Linked DNA regions of Mus musculus: region 1 is linked to region 2. The links are chromatin contacts, called in public Hi-C maps. All regions are on one chromosome and are shown on one strand. Each heading gives the region's core, a stretch centred on a gene start, on an enhancer-like site or on the middle of the called end of the contact. The rest is flanking DNA. Distances are from core to core; before and after follow the strand shown.

Region 1 (3,045 bases), core at 229-2,728, 150 kb before region 2:
AGAACTGTGGGGATAAAAACAGATAGGAGCCTGAGGGGAAGAAAGTCTAGCGACAGGTCCAAAGTTGGATCCAGCTCAAGGGGAGGTCCCAAGACCTGACACTATTACTGAGGCTATGGAGCCTCACAAAAAGGGACCTAGCATGACCACACTCAGGAAGACCCAACAAGCAGCTGAAAGAGTCAGATGCAGATATTTGTACCCAACCAATGGACAGAAGCTGACCACTGTGGTTGAAATAGGGAAGCTGAAAAGGGGGGCGATCCTGTAGGAGGACCAGCAGTCTCAATTAACCTGGACCCCCAAGATCTCTCAAGCATTAGACCACCAACCAGGCAACATACAACAACTAATATGAGGCCCCTAACACATACACAGCAGAGGACTGCTGGGTCTGGGTTCAGTCAGAGAAGATGCACCTAACCCTCAAGAGACTGGGGGACCCAGGAAGTTTAGAGGTCTGGGTGGGTGGAAGGTGGGTAGTGGAGACATCCTCGTGGAGACAGGGGGATGAAGAGGAGATATGAAATATGGAAGAGTCAGAGGGTGGACGGGGTGAGGAGAATAAACTGTGGAGTGTAAATAAATAAATAAATAAATAAATAAATAAATAAAACGCAGTAACAGTTCGTTCTATCTATGGCAACATATACTCCATATTGTAAGAGCATCTTTGTAAGACCTGAACTCAGTAAAGAAAACAGGAATATATGAAATTCTTTTTTCTATCTTTGTCTTACTTGCTTTTATTTTCAGTTAGGCTATAAAGAAAATATAAAGGGAACTCTACCACCATGTATCCCTGCTTAGTTTCTGAAATGCAGGGCTTATATACAGTTACTTTGCAAATATTTATCAATTGATTTTTGGTTAGAGGACTGCTGTTAATTTCTCCTTCCCAGATATATTCCCTCCATTTCTTTACCCTTTTCTTTTCTTTTTTTCTTTAATTTTTACCATATTATTTTTTCTTAGATATTTTCTTTATTTACATTCAAATACTATCCCCAAAGCTCCCTATACCCTCCCCCACCCCCTGCCCTGCTCCCCTACCTACCCACTCCCGCTTCCTGGCCCTGGCGTTCCCCTGTACTGGGGCAGATAATTCTTTACCCTTTCCTTAAACACTGCCTAAGTGAACATTTCCTCAGTGCCTGCAAGCTCCCAGGCCCTGAGCTTAAGGGGATGAAGAGACTCTGCTGCGTTTGAAGAACTCAAAGTGTGCAGAAAGGCAAAGGCATATCATGAAAGAACTCTTTTTGGTGGTATGTAAACATTACATTGGAAGTGTTTACCTTTAAAGTGGCATTGGCATTTCTCCCAAACTACCACATCTCACATGGCCACAAAAGGACTCAGAAGCTTTTGAAAGAAAACAACTGTCAGTAATGATGAATGCGGAGATGGCTAGACATAGTGTATGAGAACGGATATGGGTGGTTTTGTAAGCACCATGTGGTTATGTGGGACACGCATGTTGAATACAGGCAGAGACACTTTACCTAAAACTTCCCCTTGCAACTTGCGGATGTACATGAGCCAGTGTGGAAGTCTCTGCTTCCGGAATAAGAGAGCTGACTAACCAGCAAAGCTACATGTTGCTCATTTCAGCAGTAGTTTACTTTACTTGAGGCAATATATAAAACTTTTGCAAAATTACAGCAAAGGAACTTGGGTCAACCACATTAACGAGGTCATTTCTGTAGGCTGTGTCAGGGCTTCTGTCTGTATATTTTTAAAATAAACAAATTCAAAAGATGCCAGCTTACATGGATGGAATCTCTCAGTATGTGAGATGAAAATCATTCAATTGAGAGAAAATGATTCAGCAGCTTTTGTTTAAGTGAACTCTCAAAATGATTCTCAATGGAATTATATGCCCTATACCTATTGCTTGCATGACAATGTTTTAGATATTTTGATGAAAAGATAGAGAAAATGTGCTCTTAAAACCTTAGTGAATTTTCAAGCTCTTAGCAAAGTAATCTATAGGCCTATTAAAAAAAACAAAACAAAACAAAAACAAACAAACAAACAAGCAAACAAAAAACTGGCAAGAAGGCAGTCAGTGATAGAGCCCGCAGTGACCAGGGCTGATAACCAGAGATCTCTGTATAGTTGGGTAGCAGTAACCATGAATTTGATCAATTCAGAAAGAAACTGCTTTTGATTGCCAGAGAAAGAGAGAACCAACAGATGAAGGGTGTGTAAGAAAAGACAGAGGAGGAGAGAAGCAGTGGAGAGAAAGCTTTAGGGACTTTAGGAAAGACATGAGACTCACTTCAGTGTAGAAAGGTGCCCTGGAGAGAAGAGAGAGCTTCAGGTTATAGTTCAGGTTGAATCAAAGTACAATGTGGGCACACACCTAAGGGCTCATGGCACCTTCAAAGGATCAAAGTGCCCGCTGACTAGATACCACCAGAAGCTCGAAGGATGCCAGCGTCCCAGGAACAGACCGGGAGTCAAAATCAGGACACAAAGCTTGGTAATGATGAATGAGCTCCACTAAGCTAAGATCAGCAGTTCTTCAAATACTTTTGTCAAATAGATTGCTTGATACTTATTTATTATGATTATGATGATGATGATGATGATTTGAAGACATTCTGCATAAATTTCATTTCACTTTACACTAAAACAAAGTTATTATGATCACAGACTATGTTCATTCTTTCAGAACTTTGTTTAGAGGTGAGAAATCTCCTCACTTTTCAGAATCCGTGTTTTCCTTTGTGATTTCTTGAAGCCAGATATAGACAAGGAATCCCCATAAACAATGCTGTCTCCAGTGTTGTCATTGTTTAAATATATATATGTATATATAAACAAATCATACATATATAAAACTGATTTGTTTCATATGTGTGATGCTTGCATGGACAGATCAGAGGACATGTTTCTCAGGAATCAAACTCAAATCATCTGGCTTTTCAGCAGGCACCTTAAACACTGTACCAGCTTATAGGACTTCAGTACACTCACTATTTGAGAGTGGTTCACAACTGATGGGCTGCAGAGTTGGGGCATGGTCTTCGCACATTGTAC
Region 2 (3,188 bases), core at 625-3,124:
AGGCCAACAGTATAACTGCTGACTCCAGAGGAAAGCCAAGAGAACAGATTTGTAGCAGCTTCAGGAGAAATTAAGAATGACTGGAGTTGGTGACTGATCTTTATGGAATGGTATGATAATGGTTATAATTAAAGGCACCTTTAATACAGATAAAGCTGGCTGTTAGCTTGCATGCTGTCTGTATGCCTTTTGTGTAGTTAACAGTGTTGAATTGTTGAATACCCAATAATCTAACTATTGTTGCCACTATACTTGATATTTATACAAGTCAAAAGCCAAAATAAGTTACACGTCTGTTTATCAACAAAGCAGACCGGACAACTCGAGAAACAGGTCTGTACTGTCCTGGGTCCAGACTTTCAGTGGCAATTGTTTGGGCCACATTTCTGGTCATCTGGGCAGTGTGTCAATGTAGACAAGCAGTAGTTGTTCTGGGAGATAAGACACTGGAAAGAAATTCAGCAGAAGGAGCCAAGATTAATAGAAGGCTAAGAAGCAAGGACCCAGAGTTCACGAAAGCAGCAGATAGCAATCTCCCTCCAAACGACAGCAACAGCTGCCTGCTGGGTATAGTTCACTAAGACTTCTCTAGTGTCTAAGAGCTTATAGTGCTCGCAGAATCCGTTAAAATGTACTGGGGCAGAAAAATGGGACCAAGAGTGAGGTCAGAAGGCCTTACATGAAGCCTTACAAAATTAACATATTAAATAAACAAGATGGCAAGGAGGAAGGCTGGAAAACCCCTCTGCCAAGGTTGAGTAAATTCAGCTATTGACAGTCTCAGAGTGCTCTTGAGAGTCTCAAGGGAACCCATGGCTCTATGTAACACTGAAACACCTAGCCCTGGGTAGAGAGGTAAGATGCTAGTAAGATATGGGACACACGAAGTTATATGTCATTCTTCAGTGTCATTTGTCAGTGATCACTTTGTGAACAATCGCTATAATAAGTGGAACAATGGAAATAATCTCAATGTCCTTGAATTGATGAATTAATAATAAAATCTGGACACACAGACAATGTAATTCTATTCAACTCTAAAGAGAAGCTGGAAATACGAGATGCAGGTAAATGGGCAGAACTGGAAACTATTATACTGAGTGAGTAACTCAGATCCAGAAAGACAAATATGTCTTATTTGTGGATCATCTCTCAAAATCTTTAGATTTGAGTATAAATTTGGAGTAACCACAGAGTGCAAGAAAACAAAAAGGGATAATGGAGCAAGAAGTGTGGTGAGATACAGGTTCCTAAATATTTCAAGAAGTGCTCAATGACATCCTGTTCCTTCTTGCTATTTTCTTATTTTATGCCAGCATTTCTATGAGAGAGTTCTGAGAGTTCACACACACACACAAACACACACACACTCAAATACTAGGCATAAGACAAGGGCATTAAACATCTCCCTACAGTTTGTATTTAGTAGATCATGTCTGAAGTGTGGTGTTCAGTTCAAAGTTTAGCAGGCATGTCAACTGACTAAATAACAATCAGGTCAACAAACAATAACAGTCAAAATACTGGCTCAAAGGAACAGCAGAAAGAGCTACAAGGTTGAGCCAAAAAATAAAGAGAGAGCCCTTAGTTTGTTTCAGGTCTTTAATCAATTGACTATTATGAACAGGTTGCTGTCAATAGTTCCCATGACTTGATAATAGTGTTTGCAATGGTAGTTCATTTGTATTCAGGTCTTTTTTTTTTTTAAGGGATTTTCCTTTAGGCTGCACATTGACAAAAGCTGGAAAAACTAATTATTCAGAGGAGAAGTTTTGACTACAACAGTTGAAAATTCTCCAGAGCTGCTGCTTCCAGCCATCTGGACATGTCAGATGTTCTGATAAGTTTAGATAAAAACCTCTTTTATCAGCAAGGCATTGCAATGCCACAGCACTACTTTCCATATTCAAAAAACCTCTCTTTGCATAGATACGTGTCTGTAAAACTAGAATTTCATAGCACAGGGACCCGGAGTGCCATAGAAGGTAATTATACAGACAGTGGCGTGTTTTTATGCCAGGAAAAATAAAGTACTTGGTGTCTCGTGCAATTTCAGAGCCTGATTTCAAAAGGATCGTAACAAGGAGAAAATAAAATGTAGTTTGGTAGACTGCTCCACGGGATATATTTGTGAGTATGAGATTCAGTAGAAGAGTTGGTAAAATAGAAGAATGTTGTCTTGATATAATTCCTAATGGGTACTGACTTCAGTACCTGAGCTGTAGCAGTGCATGTAAGGTATTTTTTTTCCAGGAAATAAACAAAATTGTAAATACATATTTCATTCTTGGCTTAGATTTTCTGTACCTCAAACTAAGAATTGCTTTCTATAAAAATTAAATAAGACAGCAGAATATATATTGCATTTTAGAATATGTTCTTTTCATGTGGTTTTTATGTGTATGATAGAGATATAAAAATCAGAAAATTTAGTATTCAAATCACTGATTGCTTCTATCAGTTTATTAAATCTGCTAATTCCAGTGGGTTTTATTTTGGTAAGGTCTGTCAGAAGCCCTGTTAAATGTGGCATATATAATGTCTTCTTTCCTTATGCTGTGCCTAAGGACAACTTCACAAAATTACTGTCTTTTAAGGGCAGGAATTTTTGTACTATTGCAAAAAAGAGTTGGTCAACATGAAAATCAGTCCAAGTTTTTCTAAACTGCATTCAACCCACTAATATAAGAGAACGGGGTGGAGATATGTTGTTTGGTTGTTTGTTTGAATATGGACAGAAAGAATTTATTGATTACCTGTCAGGACTAAAAGACAAAATTTTAGATTTGTCTTTATTATACTTTAAGACTTAATTTAAAGGCAGGAGGACATGTGAATCTATTTATGCCATACTATTAGCGGTGTATTTATTAGTAGTCTTATTGATGAACTGTGCTCCTTTAAAAAAATTAGTTATCCAAAGAAAATATTGAAAAAGTATGAAGAATGATATTTACCCTAAATATACTATGCTTAAAGAGTTAGAATAGTGAGGTTGGGATTTAACTCAGTGGCAGAGCACTTTCCTAGCGAGCACAAGGCCCTGGGTTCAGTCCTCAGCTCTGAAAAGTAAAATAGAGTTATTAAATTACACACTAATTTTACCAACAGAGTATAGAAAAAAACATCAGCAAAATAACATGTAATTAAAACAATCAAAAGAGCGTTAAATAAAAACCAATGAAGAG

What was found. A called contact is a pair of places that touch in the nucleus more often than the background predicts.
Region 1: a Hi-C map of B cells shows a contact between it and region 2, with 27 read pairs. The contact joins the enhancer-like site here to the promoter of Rgs13 in region 2. A contact is called at or near these places in 6 of 39 promoter capture datasets (the C10 cell line, embryonic stem cells, hippocampal neurons and 2 more), 1 of 484 Hi-C or Micro-C datasets (B cells) and 2 of 9 other capture datasets (adipose tissue and liver).

What each region holds. Positions count from the first base shown.
Region 1 is chr1:144,328,979-144,332,023 of GRCm38.p6, reverse strand. No RefSeq gene overlaps it. Among named protein-coding and RNA genes, the nearest start is that of Rgs1, 81 kb to the right of the region's middle. Within about 2 kb of position 1,478, at least 110 of the 459 cell types and tissues checked have an H3K27ac peak or open chromatin away from gene starts, as enhancers often do. A contact at or near this core is called in B cells and pre-B cells, where this site is marked.
Region 2 is chr1:144,176,058-144,179,245 of GRCm38.p6, reverse strand. Rgs13 (regulator of G-protein signaling 13) reads left to right here and starts at 1,874. Exons shown (of 6, transcript NM_153171.4): 1 at 1,874-1,985.